Linked DNA regions of Oryzias latipes: region 1 is linked to region 2. A link is a contact called in public Hi-C data. All regions are on one chromosome and are shown on one strand. Each heading gives the region's core, a stretch centred on a gene start, on an enhancer-like site or on the middle of the called end of the contact. The rest is flanking DNA. Distances are from core to core; before and after follow the strand shown.

The links. A called contact is a pair of places that touch in the nucleus more often than the background predicts.
Region 1: a contact with region 2 is called in a Hi-C map of embryo, with 1.8 times the contacts expected there. The contact joins the promoter of pim3 here to the enhancer-like site in region 2. A contact is called at or near these places in 2 of 5 Hi-C or Micro-C datasets (embryo and fibroblasts).

Annotation. Positions count from the first base shown.
Region 1 is chr23:7,256,132-7,261,783 of ASM223467v1, reverse strand. pim3 (serine/threonine-protein kinase pim-3) reads right to left here and starts at 3,420. Exons shown (of 6, transcript XM_004082907.4): 1 at 2,942-3,420; 2 at 2,746-2,855; 3 at 2,615-2,665; 4 at 2,153-2,516; 5 at 1,451-1,627; 6 at 1-1,304. The coding sequence starts at 3,026. The coding sequence ends at 1,102.
Region 2 is chr23:7,188,492-7,194,146 of ASM223467v1, reverse strand. No RefSeq gene overlaps it. Among protein-coding and RNA genes, the nearest start is that of LOC111946949, 4.2 kb to the right of the region's middle. Within about 2 kb of position 3,701, at least 1 of the 8 cell types and tissues checked has an H3K27ac peak or open chromatin away from gene starts, as enhancers often do.

The sequences.
Region 1 (5,652 bases), core at 2,171-4,670, 68 kb before region 2:
GGAATGCAAATAAATCAAAGGCCATAGAGGATATGCATTTCATCTTCTTTTAGGGGAGATTGTAGACAATAAATAAATAAATAACCACAAGAGTGTGGAATGTCTACATGTGTACAAATAAATTAAATGCAAATGGAAAAAAAAGAAGAAAAAAACAAAAACACACAAATAAGAAAAAAAAACCTGTACATTTGCAGGGGGAAAAAGAAAAATAATAAAAATGAATGAATATTGCATTGTTTGTGCATTTCACACCCCCAACTCTGATAAGAGGTCAGGAGTGAGAAGGGAGGGGGCAGGGGGGCATGTCGAGTAGTGAGATGGTGGGAGGTACCTTAACGGGAGGATGCTAAACCCCGCCCACTCTCCTGCAACAGCTGAGCGGGGTGGGTGTGGAGCGGCGCGTCACCAACAGGTCGCAGACATTCAGAACAGAAGATCCAGTTTCTGAACAGCTGTTCAGGCTTTTCGAGTGAAGGAGCAGCGTCGAGTCGATTTCAAGTATTCCGCCTTTAAAGGAAGAGGCTCCGCCTCCCCTGGCGGCGCCTCTGGGCCAGTGGGTGATTTGTGTGTAACAACGGAGATTTAAAAATGAAAAGAAAGAAAAAATGTATATATAAATGGCGACACCTGCCCGTCACAACAGAAAAGAGCCCACCCCCCACCCCCAAGAAAAGCAGCTTTCTAGTTAAAAGAAAAAAAGGCACTCCAAAAATCAAAAATAAAACATTTAAATAACTCTTCTACAAGCTCTATGAGAGCAGCCATGTCTGCGTAGGAGGGCCTTGCCAGCCGTTTACCAGCCTAGTAACAAAGAAAACCTAGTGAAAAGGTGAGGGGGGGTAAATAGTGCTGGTAAGACCACCCCAATAGCAAAAAATGTTCCTCATCAGGAAACAAGTATATTTAACTGAAATGAAAAAAAAGGGGGGGGGGGGTTAGAACAGAACAGTAATAAATTATAAATTCCCTACAAAAGAGGAAAAGAAAATTCTTGCACGGCCAGCAGAACCGGGCCGCTCTCAGCCCGCTGGCCTCCAAAGTCTGTGATACCCAGATTCACCCCCCCCAGAAAGTCCTTTCAGTCCATCAGAGCTATGCTCAGAGGCTCTCCTTGCTCGAGCTTGTGCTTGACGAAGAGTCTGTGCCGATGGTTCGTAGGCGGATCTCTCCGGCCGCCGGCTCCTCTGAGGACTTGGGCGATTCGGACGCCATCCTCATCCAGGGGTGGTCGCAAATCTGGTCCAGAGTGGGCCGGTCGGAGGGTCGCAGCGCCAGGCACCATTTGATGATCTGCTGGCACTCTGAGGGAGGTGACAGAATGCGTCACACATCACTATTATGTCACCCAAAATTAATTTAAGAAAATCTGCAGAGTGGGGTTGGTGTAGTACCACCGGTTACAGCTAGGTGGCGTCAGAGCCACTCTGTTTGAGACCCTGTGACTTACCAGGTGAGACCCTCCTCCTGAAGTAGACTTTTCCTCTGAGGATCTCCTCATCCTGCTCAAAGGGGATGTCTCCACACACCATGTCGTACAGCAGCACGCCTAGCGACCACACTGTTGCCGAGCGACCGTGGTATCTATGGAAACGGATCCACTCAGGTGGGCTGTAAACTCTTGTACCTGCAAGAAAACAAAAGAGGAAAAAGCGGGGAGGTTGAGTGACAGCGAATGCATCACTTTTCAGCCTTCACATAAAAGCCAAATAAAGAAATAAAGCGCCCCCACCCTTTGTGTCTCGTAACCCCCCCTCCCTCATGAAAGGAGGAATTTAGATCCCAACGTGAGCCAATCACGTGAGCCGCCGGCTCGGGTTTCACAACAAACAGATGTTACGTGGCACCGTGACTCAGACGGCGACAAACTAATGACCGGAAACAGCAAAAGATAAACAGCACAGTCACATATTTCTGTTTTGCATGAAAAATCTGAGTCACCTCGGTGATATTTTCACCAACAGACCGGGAGACTTGGCGAGGAAAACCCTCCACCAAAAACAGAACACTGCGTCACGCGGCAGTGAACGCCTCCGCGTCTCAATATAGCGCGGCAGGAAAGGGCACGCGCGACACCTAGCTTAATGCATATCCACGACCATAAAAACAATAAACGCTACAGCCAACAAGAAGGATAAAAATGATTCCTCACCGTCAAAATCCGTGTAGACCGTGTCCTTCAGAATGGCCCCTGAACCAAAATCGATCAATTTGAGCTCCCCGGTGCGTAAATCCACCAGCAGGTTTTCGTCTTTGATGTCCCGGTGGACGACGCCGCAGCTGTAGCAGTGTCGGACCGCCTCCAAAACCTGGCGGAAAAAGCCGCGCGCCGTGCCTTCGTCCAGGGCTCCCTTCTCGGTGATAAAGTCGAACAGGTCCTTGACCAGGTCGGGCCTCTCCATGACGATGAGCCAGCCGTCCGGCCGCTCGTAGTAATCCAGCAGTTTGATAACTCCCCGAAAAGACGAGCTGACCTTCTTCAGCAGCAGGATCTCCAACGGAACCATGACTCCGTTCTGCGACAACAATTGAGATTTTTAAAGTAACAGAAGAGACCCCCCGGTGACAAATCGCGGGGGTGGCAGGGACCAAAACAAATCACACGGGGACTTACAATTGAACCCCACTCTGTCACCCTTTCCTTCGCGACGTGTTTCACAGCAACCTGGAACAACAAAGCACACGTTGTTAAGGTCGACCGAACCACATGGGGGGATGAAAACACAAAGTTCGCCATGTCCTTACCGGCGCGCCATCGGAGATCCGATTGCCGGCATACACCGTCCCAAACCCTCCGCTGCCCAGCACCGACCCCACCTGGTAAACCCTCTCGAAGGGCTCCTTCTCCACTTTAACTGCAAGGAAAAATATTAATTTAATTAAAATCGTTAAGGAGCTTCTTTCATCTTAAAAAAAACGACGGTCATTGAAGGCAACATACCCGGCGGGAGTATCTTCACTGGAATATGGTCCATACTTGAAGGATTGCAAATGTGCGAAAATGAACCTAACTTTGTAAGCAGCATATTCGAGCGGAAAATCAACTGTAAACGGTTCTTGAGTGACTATCTAGAGGAATCTTTCCCACACAAAAATAAAGATAGAATTTAAGAAGAGGCGCAGTTTCTGCAATGGTGCGGCTGCAGTGAAGTAAATCCAGTCCAGCAGTGCGCCAACTCCGCCGCACCGCGCCCGTCAAAGTCGTGTCACGACCGTGAAGTCGCTGCCAGCTCAGCCGACAACCAGCATTAATCTGGCCACTTTGTTCCGGCGCAAATAAAAAAGGGTCCGCTTTTGTAAGAAAAAAAATAAAGAAGTAAACTCTTCAACGCGATGCAGCTGTAGTACTCGCCGTTTAAATGGCCACTACGGTATGTTATTATCCCAGAGAGTGGCCGCTGTCTGAGCTTTGGCGCGGTCTTCCCAAGCCAATATTTTGACGCGCAACCCCTCTCGTTGTATCCCTCCGCCACCAATACAAACCGACACTTTCGTCTAATTTCAACCTTACAGTCTATGTTTTTGACAAATATCACCCTCCGTCCCACCAATAAGCGTATTCTATTATTAAATTACACTCTTAATCAAATTCTCCAGCGATATAATAAATTTAGCACTGCACTATTTTTTCATAGTACGAGACGCTCAGGAATCCCTTGTCTGGAAGCTTTGCGCTGTGTTCCCTCTGCACTCAACGGCGACAGCCAATCAAATCGTTTCTATAAATAACGTGCTCCGTCTCCTGACCAATCCGGAGCTCGCTTTCACAGTAAAGCAAGCGTTTGAGCACACGTGGCGGCAACTCCTGTAGACCCCCCTTTCCCCTTTCCCCTGTTTTTCTGCAGCTACAGACAAAATGGATTGAGTGTAAAGTTCAGCTTTTATTGGCATTCCAACTAATTATTATCTCTTTAAAGTTGCTGTGAAGCACAATGTCACTTCACTTCCTTGAACAGTTTGTTTACTATTTGTCAAACCTTTTACTATACAGTGACAAAATTACTAGCTAATATTGTTTCCGCCATTAGTTGGCATTTTATTGATCAAACAAATACAAATTGTTGGAGCATTGAAAAAAAATAAAACGATATTAATTAGCAGCAGTAAAAACATATATGTAAATATATTTAAAGTAACTAAAAAGACGGTAAAAGGAATTGCTGTATTAATTTAAGTAAACATTTTTGTTAAGGAGAAACAGCTTTTTTTCCGCACATTGGAGTTCTAGTTTGCACTGTAAGGTCATTAATGTTTAGACTATACTTTAAACACGCTACACTGCAATAACTCAAATTTAAAGAACACGAAAAGACCCTCGTTTAAAGGAAAAAAAATCTTATTTTCTGAGTTGCAAGAAAAAATATTTTCTTAAGAAAGTTTTTCAATTGCAAAATAATAATAAGTTCAAGGAATCATGTCTCAATGACTTTAATTTTACATAGAATTTTTGGTGATACAGTTGTTTTTACCACATTGGTAGATTTTGCTTATGTAAAGAAAAATGTAGACATTTTAAGATTTTTTTTTTACTTAATTCTACTGGGCTTGGTTTTGCAGTGTACCTAGCATGCTTAAATTGAACTTTTCATAAAACCTTACATATAAACATCATATGCACAAGTACTAGAATGAATGACAATGTTCAAATTTTCAAAAAAGGCTTTGGATGGGGTTCCAAACTTCCAAGCTCTCTTTTTTAATTGTATCCAGGCTTAAATTTATACAAACATCGGTTCTGAACAAAAAAAGACTTAAATTTGAAAAAAAATCTAAACTCAATCATTTTTAAAAATATTTTATATTGAAAGGTATTATGAGTTAAAATACAGTGTCTGTGAAATGTCTGCATTACTCAAAAATGAAAGTCAGTTTAACCCCAGATCTCGCTTACCTTGCGAGAACACAAAGTAACATTTGATCACAGAACAGTAACAGCTGCTCTAACATTAGTTGGTTATTGAGGAACATGTGAACATAGTCCTTTTATTATTGGACAGAGATACATTTCCAGCAGTGGACGGGTTGTGTTTAAGGTTCCCTGCACCTTTAGCTAGGACTGCTGTTTAAAGAACATTCATTTCTGCTCTAAGTGATCCTAAAAATTTATTAAATTTGACTTAACGGAATGCATGACCCTCGTTTGAAGTTATATTGGATTGTTTTATGATAGAGAACACTAGCTTAGGGGGGGCCTCTTTACATTTTTTAGCCCAGTGCCCCCAAATTTGATTGGGGTACCACTGCTAAATCTATAAAAATGACCTAAATCTTCTGAAACTGTCAGATCATAAACAATAATTAAAACTAGATTCGTTTTTACTAAAGGCATTTCAATTTTATTCGACTTGCAAGAACACGGAAAAAAACAAACAAACATCTAGCTGACAGCTGGATCCAAGGAGCCAGCTGTTCCACTTCTGTTTGAGAACTTTCCAGCCTCATCCCATAATGTCTATCATGGCCTTGCCTGTCGTTGAACTTTCCACTCTTTATCTTACGGCTACCTTTGGTACCCGATGTGTAGAGAAAGTGTGTGTGTGTATGTGTGTGTGTGTGTGTGTGTGTGTGTGTGTGTAGTCCCTAACTAAACAAAAGCATCACAGAGTTCCAGGGAATGTTATCTCCGCATAGGCCTGCAAAGTTATGTAAATG
Region 2 (5,655 bases), core at 2,452-4,951:
GAATTGGCGGAAAAGTGAACCTCTGAGACTGGAACAACGGAAAAAGGAAATCTGTTCTATGGAAAAAATGACATTTGACTTGTGGTTGAAGGCTAAAAATGTTCAACTCCAATGGAGGAAATGGAAGCAATACTCATCCCGCTCAGAACTTAAAGCTTAAAACAAAATTTTCAACTTGTTCAACTTTGTCTGTTTGGTCATTATTGTTTTTGTGTGTTTTTTTTTACTTGATTGTGGTTTCTTTATTTTTATTTGTTTGTATTTTAAAAGTGCAAAACGAAAACTAAAAAGTACAAAAACAACAACACACAAGGTCAAAGGTGAGATGCAGGCGTATAGTACAGAACCTGCCGGAGCCCTGCCTATAGGGCCCAAGACAGAAGTGTTGACTACTTAAATGGAGCCCAACTGCTAGAAATCAATTAGACAATCAGAATGCAGTTTGTGTTGACATCCTGCGTGTGTCCTACAGGCACTTAAGGATCACTTGCACACCCTGTGCGTGCAGCATTTGTACGCCATCAGCAAGGAACCAGTTCTCACACCTTAGTTATGACTAAAGTGTGGCGTAAGGACACCATACAACAGCATCACACGTACATCATAAGTGTGTGTAAATATTTTGCGATACACTTACTACATGCGCGAAAATTGCATGTTCCATTTTTGTGACATCTCTTGAGGTGGCCGAACAAGCCTAAAAGTAATTGCAACATACACTTGTACTCCCCTTAACCCTTGTGCTGTCCAAGGCACTTAAACGTTGGTAGTGGGGTCATCTAGACCCACTAGACAGTGCTCTGAACAATTTTTCTTCAATGATTTGTGATTTTCACTGGTGTCCATGGATTACATGAAATCGTCTCCACCTTTATCCACCTTTGTCATGGTAGGGAGAACACGTCAATGGAAGGGTGGGGTCATTTTGACCCTACAAGATAGCACAAGGGTTAAGATTGTGCACCTTTTTACGGTCTTTAAACCTGGACAACCCAAAAACGCTCAGCCGCCGTACGGGTCAACCCCCGGATGAATAAAGCATCAGTCAATTCAATCAGTGTAACGATTAATCGATTTATAATCCTATAATCCAACCATATCGATCTGTCTGAGGCAGGTTGTTAACCGATTCGACCTATGACCTCATGATATTTTTTCAAAATGAAATTAATAATCAATACTGGAAAAATACCATTTGGATTGAGGCTAAAGATGTCCTAGGTTGATTTTAAGTTAGTGAATAAGATCGTTAAAAAAGGAACCAAAATTGACTATGAATCACATCGTCAATCAAGAATTATATTATATGAATCGAATCTTTGTTCAAATTGATCGCTACAACCCCAAATCATTATGTTACCAAATTTTTTCACTTTCGTCCGTCCATTTTCCTGATTTCTTGTGCAACATTTACCCAACTTTGACTTGGTTTTGGGAGCGTTTTGATAGCTGCTTAGCCCTCAGGCCTGGCTAATAAAAGGAAACATCTAAAGGTGTTGGATTAACCCATCAGTTCTCGACTAATCTCACAAGTGTGTATGCATGATCAAATAACTGCTTTAGCCCTTGTGCTATCTTGTGGGGTCCAGATGACCCCACTCCCAGCGTTAACATGCCTCCAAGCAACATTTGCAAAAGGAAAAAACAAATCAATCCAGCAAACAGCTATTTTAAAAGTTGCTTCAAAATTAGAAAGATTGGATTGGAGTCTTTGGTTGTAACAATCCCAACAATTAAAAAGTAGTCTGTATCTACAATACAATTGATTGCAGGCTTAAATGAATGCAAACACAAACAAAAAATAAACGAATAACGTCAAAGAAAACAGTTCGTTGGAGGCTGCAAGGTTTTGTCAATAGTCTAGCGAGCCCTGCAGCTTTCCTTCAGTGTCGTCACCAAACATATCTTGCTTTAGGCTTGAATCCACCACACATCTGTGGAATAAATACCACAGTATGAAACAATATCAAGAGCATCGGAGTTGGGGCATGTTCATGTGTAGAACAGTTTGTCGCTACGTTGTTGCTTCATTTATCCTTTTTATATTCTTGTGCTTAACAATGTAGAACAAATTACCTCTTAAGTTTTACAAACCTTTTTTTTATTTGGCAACAGCATGTCTGATAACTTGAATGAAGTAGCATGTTGGGCGTTTTTCAACTCATTTAGAGTATAGTCATTGAAGGATCAACTCCCTAACCTCCTTATTCGCACGTTAGCTTTTTAACCCTTTAACACCAGTGATGTCACCACTGACACCAAAATAACTCACTTTCTTTGACCTGTCGTGACACTGCCATTTTGCCTAAATTTGAGTCTTAATAACATTTTTCCGTTCTGATGAGGTACTTTTTTAACACCTAGGTCTGCACCAAGTAGAAAAACTATATTTGGTTGAATGTTATAAAGCTTTCAACCCATTGATTTCCTGTCTCTCTATTTTTTTTATGGTATCTTCCGCCATTTTTTTTTGCAGTGTAACTCCTACAAGTTTTCATGGTTGAATTTAACTATTCAACCATTAAAATGTTTCGCTTTTTCCAGCTATGACTTTTGGTCCTTCAGATCCTTGAATTTTTCAAGATATCCCCGGATTCTCCAGGATTTCTGTCTTCGTTGAAATACAAGAGGAATCCTCGGTACAGAAGCTCACTGGTTCGATACCCGGCACTGGCATTTTTCATAAAAATATATTTTTTTGTCATTGTGCTGTTTTCACTTTATTTATGGTCAACTTTCATAATTTCTTTATTTAATTTTTCAAGTTTTTTTGCCAATTACTACCCTTTTCATTTTCATTCAACAATATAGCATTCAACCCTGCATTTTCTCCGGGAAGCTCCTTCTAGTTTATGTTGTGTTCCCAAAATGGAAAAATTCACTAGTATTACTGTCTTTTTTTTTTTCTTTTTTTATTAAAGACTTGCTTTAAATATTTCCATAACTCTCCTATTGTTCGTGGACAGTCAGAATCCCAACTCACTGGTTTTAGGTTTGATCCTACTGGTTCATGCGGTACAACAGTGGGCCAGATCAAAAAAAAAGTGCACTCACTGCCCCCACCGCCACCACCCCCACCCATCTGAATTCCACTTTTATCCCCATTTCTGCTCACAGACTGTCCCTCCTCACCTCCCCCATCTGCGTTGCATTTCTGCTGACCCCTCTCCTGGGTTCTTCTGTCAAGAAGATGCCAAATACCAGCCGGTGCCAAGAGCCATGGCTAAGCATACAGCTGCATGAGGCCAGGGCCTGATTTATCCCGACGGGGTGCACCTGAGCGCCCATTGCACTGCAGGAATCCACACACACCTTTCTGAAGACGCACCTTTTTTCCACACCCTTGTGCAATTGTCAAATTTCTCCCACTTACTCGCCACCCCCCACCTCTGCTTTTGAATCCTCCTGAAAGGAAGCAGGGAAAAACTCTCCACTCCAAGTTTTCTGGAGCCCAGATGTTGGAGAATGGAATGTTAGGAATGCAGAGCAGCTACAACAACAACAAAAAAAAAAAAATGTGGCAGACACAATAGAAAGGACCTGCTGTAATGTAGGTAAGGGGAGGATGGGAGAAAGTGGAGCAGAGGAGGAGGAGGAGGAGGAGGAGGCAGGAGAGGGCACTGGGTACGCCGTGTCCTTAAAAAGCCTCCGCTGAAGCGGAGGGAGATGGGAGGAGACAGTGAGCAGCAGCGGTTCAGCTGGGAAAGAGGTTAGTAAACCAGTGGAAATTGGATAACAGCCTCCTTACGTCGCCACGGTTTCACATAATGAGGACTCAGTGAATGAAAATGAGAGATTAACCGAGATATGGTGGGGGGACAGATGGCGATGATTTAATCTCGTCTGTACAAATCCCGCACATATGATGGTTTTAGGAGGGGATACGCGGCGTGTGCCGGTTTTTGTCCAAACACTTGAGCCAATTAGGCGATCTTTGATTGAGTCCTGGCGATAAAATTGGCCGGAAAAAAGGGGTTTTGAAATTGCCGCAGTCTGTGCCGCAGTGTCACTCTGTCCTCCCTTTCTCCACATCTTTGTTTTTTCTTTTTAGTTTTTTTTTTTTTTTTTTAGGGAACGATTTGTCCTTCGCAGAAAAATGTCACACCACCCTGTCAGCTCTGACTCCATCCTGGCTTCCTCCACACCCACCCACTGTCTGTCTGTCTGTCTGTCATTCCCTTTCCCCCCCTTCTTCTTCTTCTTCTTCTTTTTCCTCTCTGTGGTTTCCCTCTCCACCCCTTTTCACATCGGATCATATCCTCCTTCCATCCTCGCCTCTCTTGTGTTCTCCTTCCTCGCCCTCCCCTCCGCTGTGCGTCTGAGACGGAGGACTACAACCACCGGCAGTAACAACTCTGCGAATGTGTCAGCAGCTCTCACACACACACACACACACTGTGGTCGACACACCAGGACTACAGCTGTCCGCTCAGTTCAATTAAAGATGGGAGCTTCTGAACAGATTTGACGTTTCCTCCCCCCCCAAAAAAACACACAAATAATCAAAAAAAACTACCAATAATTCAGCACCAGGTTCTTTGAGACATCATGACAGGAATCGCTGCACCCCAATGCTTCGAGCACACCAGGCATTTGTAGGTTTTTTTACTCATATTAGGCATACAGAGTTCCTACTGAACTGTCGCCATACTAACGCATGTACCTACATTTGGAAGACGCTTGGTGCGAAATGTCAAAGCGGTCCAAATATCGTGAATCTCGCTCCAGGGTTTTTCTTTCACCGCTCTATTCTGATAAACAAAAGACTTGGTGTCATACGATTCCGACAGGATAAAATCTGCAGTATTAAGTTCTCCTTCGTGATCAACGGTTGGTACTCCCATGTTTGGAAAAGGATATGAACCCACCAAATCGGAGTCCCTGAATAGTCAAACTAGTCAACTAGTTTAACTTGGGGGCATTTTGTATTCGCAGAGCACAAATATGGACTTCAAAACGTACGTAGTGGCGTGTGAACGGGAGAGTTTCGAACGCGGAAGCCTTTGACATGGATATTTCATTGGAAGTGGTTGCCTAAACGCACGTTTTCAAGCCCAGCATGATTATAGCATCAGGCTACCTGAGCCCTTGATGCCATGCAGAAGGGTATCAAATACGACACAGACGTATTATCCAGTGTGTGGGTGTGCATGCCCCCACTAAAGACAGTTACTTTGTCATGTGGAAGTTTGTGGGAATGTCTTGCCATTTGGCAAAAAAAACTCAATCATATTTAAATTTGGCCCAAAAGCAACATCTCAACCGGCTTCCTGCTAATTCAGCATCACGATTTTCCGACGTAAGAAAGAGTTTGAATTGGCTCACTCTCAGACAACGGAATACCAGTTGGGTCGTCCATGTGGCTCTCAAGCGCTCTCATGGCAGCTGTAATCGAGCTGGTGCATCAGTGGACTGTAACTTGACAGTGGTTCAGTGAGCATGAGCCGTGACGAATTTCCATCAGAACGAATAAATGCTGCACTCGACTGTTCTGGCCTGTGTGCTTTTTAGTCCCTGTCACCATTTGGTGTGACTAGAGTGGCCTGGTTAACATAGGAGGCAGATGACCTTAAAGTTCAGGAACAGGTTTTTAATTATCAGCTCACACACCTTGGCTGCTCAGCTCACACACACTCATCCTGCTTCACACTGAAG